2 separate regions of the Mus musculus genome follow, and region 2 is linked to region 1. Evidence: chromatin contacts called from public Hi-C data. All regions are on one chromosome and are shown on one strand. The core of a region is the stretch at or near the end of the contact, and the rest is flanking DNA. Distances in the headings are between cores, read along the strand shown.

What was found. Hi-C and Micro-C count contacts between places; a contact is called where the count stands out from the background.
Region 2: a contact with region 1 is called in a Hi-C map of liver, with 1.7 times the contacts expected there. The contact joins two enhancer-like sites. A contact is called at or near these places in 3 of 484 Hi-C or Micro-C datasets (liver and nephron progenitors) and 4 of 115 datasets of contacts at active chromatin or transcription factors (bone marrow-derived macrophages, craniofacial prominence, embryonic stem cells and 1 more).

Annotation. Positions count from the first base shown.
Region 1 is chr2:60,862,397-60,865,538 of GRCm38.p6, reverse strand. All of the region lies in intron 1 of Rbms1 (RNA binding motif, single stranded interacting protein 1), which reads left to right. Among named protein-coding and RNA genes, the nearest start is that of Rbms1, 17 kb to the left of the region's middle. Within about 2 kb of position 1,483, at least 89 of the 459 cell types and tissues checked have an H3K27ac peak or open chromatin away from gene starts, as enhancers often do. A contact at or near this core is called in liver, where this site is marked.
Region 2 is chr2:60,938,655-60,941,796 of GRCm38.p6, reverse strand. It overlaps a transcript of Rbms1 not described here. Among named protein-coding and RNA genes, the nearest start is that of Gm33647, 29 kb to the left of the region's middle. Within about 2 kb of position 1,651, at least 99 of the 459 cell types and tissues checked have an H3K27ac peak or open chromatin away from gene starts, as enhancers often do. A contact at or near this core is called in liver, where this site is marked.

The DNA.
Region 1 (3,142 bases), core at 234-2,733:
GGCACAATATTTGCTGATTCTATTCAGTTTCTTTCAAAAAAATTTTTTTTCTTTACTGTATTTAAAACAGGAATTTAGTCAGGCCCAGTTTTCAAAAACCGCACCCAACATGTGAAGTTAGGCATACTTAGTAGTCACTGTCTCAGCAAGCTTCTGTCTGTCCCTGTTTGGCAGCACTAAGTGTCAGGAAATACACCTTAGGTGCTCTGCACTTTCTGCCCAAAATGAGGTCACTGGATTTTTCAAGGGAGCCGGTTTTGTTTGTTTTGACCTAGGGAAGCACGTAGAGTTGTAACCTAGAGAATTGGACATTGAACTCGTGGCATGCCAGTTCGGGGGAAGCTGTGGAAACTCTCAGGTCTGAACGATGTCAGAGCAAGGAAATAGAAAATGCTCAGCTCAGCTTGGCTCAGGATCTGGAGGGTGTGTCCAGGGAGGGTGAAGTTTTAGGACAGGAGAAGCCTTTTCCTGTTGTCTCTCAAGTGTCATCTGAAGAGAGTCAGGAGGCAGAGTCTGTGGGGAATTAGGGACAGTGGTAGCTGCTTTGTAAAGGACATAGACACAGAGCCCAAAGTACCCCAAGTATGCAAATGCATCTTAGGGACCGTGGACAGGACCAGGCATAACACCAGGACCTCTGAATTTCAGGGGCAGTCTGCACTCAGCTCTGCTCTCTCCTCTTTTACTATTTCTTAAGTGTGGCTGGTCATAATCAAAATCTCAAACATGAAAACAATTGTCTCTGTGTTATGTATTCCCAACATGATGGGGACATCCAGGGCTCTGTGGGTGATTTAGAAACTTGTAGAAATCTGAGGAGCTCCTCATAGGGTTTACTGTGTCTTCTCAGTGGTAGAAAAATGCACTGTCACACACTAGTAATCTATAAGCCTAGAGGTAACAGAGACAGGAAACATATATGTGTGGTGGAGAATGACAGGTTCCTGAGCAAGTGAGTCAGAATTGACTCTAAAGAAAAACAGGGACTCTTCACTTAAAGCTGATGTAAGAAAGTTCCTTGGAACCCTCATTAGCCTGAGCCCTGGCAGAGCTAAACTCATCTCCTAGAGACCTGCGAGTGAGTGTCTGCAGGAAAGGGCTTCGGGAGAGTCTGCATTGGTGCTGAGCCGGCAGAAGCTTCAGGGCCACTGTGATTCCAGGACCCAGCTGAAACTCAGAGACCCAGGATGGGGAATGACTTCTGTTTCCTTGTTTTCTTTCTCGACACCTTATTTTGCCCTGTACATTTTTACGTAATTCCCTAGTGTGTGTGTGTGTGTGTGTGTGTGTGTGTTGGGATCCAGGAGTCTTGTGGGAAAGATAGAGCAAGAAGCAGAGATTCCAAAGCATCGCAGAGACCGTGTACAGGGATGGCAATGAATTGGCATTTTCCTCCTCTGCTGCCCTTTCTCCTCATCCTCTCTGCTGTCACCCTAGGCAGGGCTGCTTCTTTGGCAGCAGATCCAGTGCAGCTTCACTCCACTGTCAACAGGCAGGTTGGCAGTCTAGGCAAGAGGCCAGGAGGCCATGGTGTGCAGCTCCTCCCACCATCCCCAGACACTCAGCATCTGTTCACTTAACTTTACAGTAAATGCATTACTGAGTATTTTAGGGGGAAAATTAGTGATTCAAAGCTTTTACTAAACTGTAGAGGCTTACCCAGATCTTACTCACCCCTCTTTTTTTTTTCCTCTCCTTTTTCATTTTAATGGAGTTTTAGGACTGGTCGCGCCATTTTAAGTTCTTACCTTCTTGCCAGCAAAGGTCGATCACACAGTACACTGGGTAGAGGGAAAATATCCTTAGTGGTAGTGGAAGATGTAAATTTCTGGCCTTTTGTACTATTGGCCTTCAAGCTTGAGAAGAGCACAGACAGAGCAACCCTAATGGAGCCCATGCCCGTGTCTAATACCCCTCCACCCATGCTAGTCTCCACTTCAGGTATTAGAAGGTATGTGCTGGAATTCCAGGATTTTAGAGAGGCTCTAGCCAATGCATGTGTACTTAGGACTTACAGGTCATTGGACTAACCAATGAGAAGGTCCAGGCAGTCTAGTGGTTTTGAGGATAGCCTTTCCTAGGGAGCCACGCCCCATCCCACCCCACCCCCACCCGCCTCTCATATTTTGCCACTTGAACTCAGTGTGATTTGTTCCACTCTGTTTTTAATGTGCTTGTGCAAAGGAGCTTGAGAGTAGGAGGTGGGAGACTGGACCAGCACTGTGTATAGGTCACTTTTAATATTAGAACTGGCTGTGGCATATTTAGAGAGAGGCCTGGGAAAGATGGGCTTGGCACAGACTATACTGGCAGAGCACTTCCTACTAGCTTGACATCTTCCTGAGGCTCTGTTGTCTGTACTTACACAATGTCTTGATGGACCTTGAGTTGGAATGGAATCAGTGACCCAGGCTTCATGTTACACACATCAAGACTAAGAGAAAAGTTAGTTTGCCAAGGGCAAACAGAATGTGGTCATGGTGACATCTGAACTCCAGCAGTCTGCTTCCAGAGTCCACTCTTACGCACGTTCGCAACTGGCCAGGAAAGATGCAACAAACCAGAATCTTCTGCGGCAAAGCTTTATTGCTTACTCAGGAGCAAGAGAGGAAGAGTGCGGCAGAGAGAAGCAGAGAGGAAAAGAGAGAGAGACGCAGAGAGAGACGCAGAGAGAGGGGCAGAGAGGGAGAGAGGCAGAGAGCAGAGGAAGAGAGCAGAGGAAAAGACGAAGAGAAAGAGACGAAGAGAGAAGAGACGAAGAGAGGGAGTGCCAGAACCCCGTCCCTTTTAAGGAGAATTATCTTCCGCCTAGGACATGTCATTCCCTGATTGGCTGCAGCCCATCGGCCCAGTTGTCATCACGAGAAAGGCAGAGCACATGGCGGGAAAACTGCCCCTGCACATGTGCAGATTATTTACTACTTAGAACACAGCTGTCAGCGCCATCTTGTAATGGCAAATGTTGAGTGCGGCTCCCCACAGTCCACCCCATGGCAGGATTGTTCTACTTCCTTCAAGGTCATCCTCTAGGTTTTGAGGAGTACTACTGTGGAATGATAGTTCTCATCACAGAATTACATGTGGTTGAAGGCAGAGTCTAGACTTGTTCTATAGCAATACTTCTGAAATAAGTGGAAGCATC
Region 2 (3,142 bases), core at 402-2,901, 76 kb before region 1:
TGGCAATCCAATACCAAGTGGTCAGCTCTGAGATCATCTGCACACAGGTGACAGTGAACACACTGAGAAGATTGCATTTAGGAATAGATGTTGCATAGATGAGAAGGTTGCATATATTTAGGAATAGACATTTGTAACAACTAAAGAAAAAGAGGCCATGAATTTGAGAAAGAGAAAGAGGTGCATGGGATGGATGGAGGGGAGGGATTAAAAGAGAAGGGGGAAATGATGTCATTATATTCTACTTACAAAACATTTAAAAAGTCATTGTAGGAAAGAAAGGAAGAAAAGATGCAAGCTCCAGAAGAGAAGTAGTCAAACTCTTTGAATATTGAAAGAGAGTTGAGGGGGTGTAAATGTGCGTCGCTGAGAAAGAGAGTTTTCAGAGCAGACTGTTCGGGTATTTTATACCAATTATGTGCAGCTATTGCTTTGAATAATTTCTCTGCCCTGCTGAGATTTCCTTTTTACAAATCCTGGCGCAATTATAAGATGGAAGTCTGGAATGTATAAACAGTGTCCTTTGAACAGTAAATGAGGCACATTCTTCTAAACTCAAGGGTAGGAATGTGCTACCTCTTACCCTATGTTCTCTGCCTTCCTCTCCCTCCTAATCAAAAGCTCAGAAGCCAGTGTGGAGTTCAACAGTGTATAGAAACGTGACTTCTCTTTCTTTCTTTCTTTCTTTCTTTCTTTCTTTCTTTCTTTCTTTCTTTCTTTCTTTCTTTCTTCTTTGAACAGTTTAAAATAATAGTTCCATCAAATTAACAAAATCTTGAGGTTGCTCTGACATTATAGCCAGTACACTTAATTCCATCTTGGGCGGCCAGTGTTCAGAATTCCTCATTCGGCTCTGTTCTGTTTCCAACCTTAACAGGAGAATCTGTGATAGATTGCCTTCCCCTTTAGCTTTGAAACTAAACCCTAAATCCTGTGCCAAGTCGGTGCACTTGGGGTGTGGGGGATGGGGGGGAATGATACCCTTGGAGCAGAGCATCAATTTCTAAGTTTCTGATTTCCTAAATGCCAGCTGGTTTGTGGCAAAGCAGTGTGTACTGGTGATGGCTAACGGGGTCTAAAACCCTGAAGAGAAGTGAACTGCCACTTGAAGTTAACTGTACAAAGCCCGAACTCCATTGTGTAGCAGAACTCACAGACCTTGCACAATGTTTACAGTAAGGTTTGGAGAGTTGCCTAGTGCTGGACTATATACAATTAAACAACGTGGTTGAACGGCCTTTCATGCTAGCCCTGCCCAAGGGGGGCCAGCGTGCACACGTGATCATTCTTGGAACTCTTAACATAAACAGGAATGCAGAACCTTGATGTGGAATTCCAAGTGCACGCTGGATTTTTTTTTCACATAAGTCCCCATAGAAGCTAAAGATAGCAACAATAAAGGGATCGCCAAAAGTGAATTATTTCTCTGTCAAAGAATGTAGTACTTTTATTTTGTGTGCAACTGAGCCTATGCAATTTTCTTTAAGCTGAGCTCAACATAGGAGAGTGTTTAAATTAATTACAAGATGGATTTTTTTGGAAAATAATGCTGGGAAATAATACAAAAGAATGCTTCCTGGGTCTTCCTGCCATGGTTTCTCTGAAAAGAGCTGGAATGATATGAGAGCTGAAAGTGAAACCAACCACTGGCCAGTTGCAGTCCACGCCATGTTTAAGAAGTTAGATTAGACCAACTTACCATTACAGTTAGCCCAGAAGGGAAAAGTCCTTGATGTTGATGGCGACAATAGGGGGAAACCATACAATGAGCATGATTTATTTAGTCATTTGGGGGAAGGGTGGAAATACATAAGGGATTGATTTATAGTTCTGTTGTCCAGAAATATAAATATATATTTTTAATGTACCTATTGCGTTTTCCCTAAAGTATCTTTCCTTTCAGTTTCTCAGGGGTGTTTGGCTTTGTAGTTCTGAAAAATAGTTTATATTGACACCAACATGAAGCATGGCTCTGTTGTCTGACATGGAAAGACCAAAAGCCGACTCAGTACCAGGATGATCTGAGCTCACCCCAGGCCCCTAGAGCCAGTGGCTCCAGCTGTTTCTGCCTCCAGTTTCTATTCTGTTGTCTGACATCAGGAAGTGTGTTAAGCATGATATTAGAGAGGTTTGAGTGGCTGAATACAAAGTGTTCCTGTTGTGTGTGCAACACAAATGACCACTGCTCACAAATGGGAGAATATGTGATGTATATGCTGGCCCTGGCAGAGCACTTCAAACTATTAAAAAATTACCTCATACATGTAACTTTACATGTTAAAGTTGCCTGTTTGCTTCCCTCTATCTGTCCTGAAACTCACAATTTAGAGTCTATATTATAAATCATGTTTTATCCTTTGATTTTTCTATATTATAAAGCCCCCACCCCCAACTTCTCAAAATCTCATCAAAAGATGTGAAAGTCTATCTTGAGTTAGACAAAAAAATATTCAGGACAAGGATTTGAAGGTACTTGTGAGCGTGAAGGAGGGACTTTGGAGTACTGGCTGTCAGTCAAAAAAGATCACTCTGTTGATCCAAATAGCCTTTAAATAAACAATTGCTAAACTATCTTTAATTGTACCTTTATGTGTTTAGGGTACAGTATTGCATATACAGCCATGCATATTTATGAATTCCAACTGGTTTATTTTTTTTCAAGGAAATAAATAATTTCAAACATCTCTTTCTAGTATTAATTTTTTTATAATGTAGAAGAAAGCTGATTGTGATATTTTCTGTAAACTTTAAAAATAATCTCTCATAAATTAATATTTTCTCTTTTACTGAAAAAAATCCTAATTTAAAAAAATGGTTGCTTTGTAGAAATCTCTCCTTTTGGTTCTCCTTTTGTTGTTATTAAAGGGTGCTAATCTTAGCAAATCAGAGTGACCAGTTTATATGCATCTGAATTCTGTATCTGGTGACATTGTGTTTTCAGCTTCATTGGATTAAGTGACTTTTTTTTCTTCATGGTAAGTGTTGTTCTTTTGAGTAAGAGATCATGTTGGATTGCTACCTTTTCCATGCGATTCTGAGTCACCAGACTAGTGATCCAGCTATGACTGAAAATGTAGTGATCTGTCAGGCATACCTTTACACATATAGAAGGCTATGCATCAGTTGTGCATTTTCTACCTCA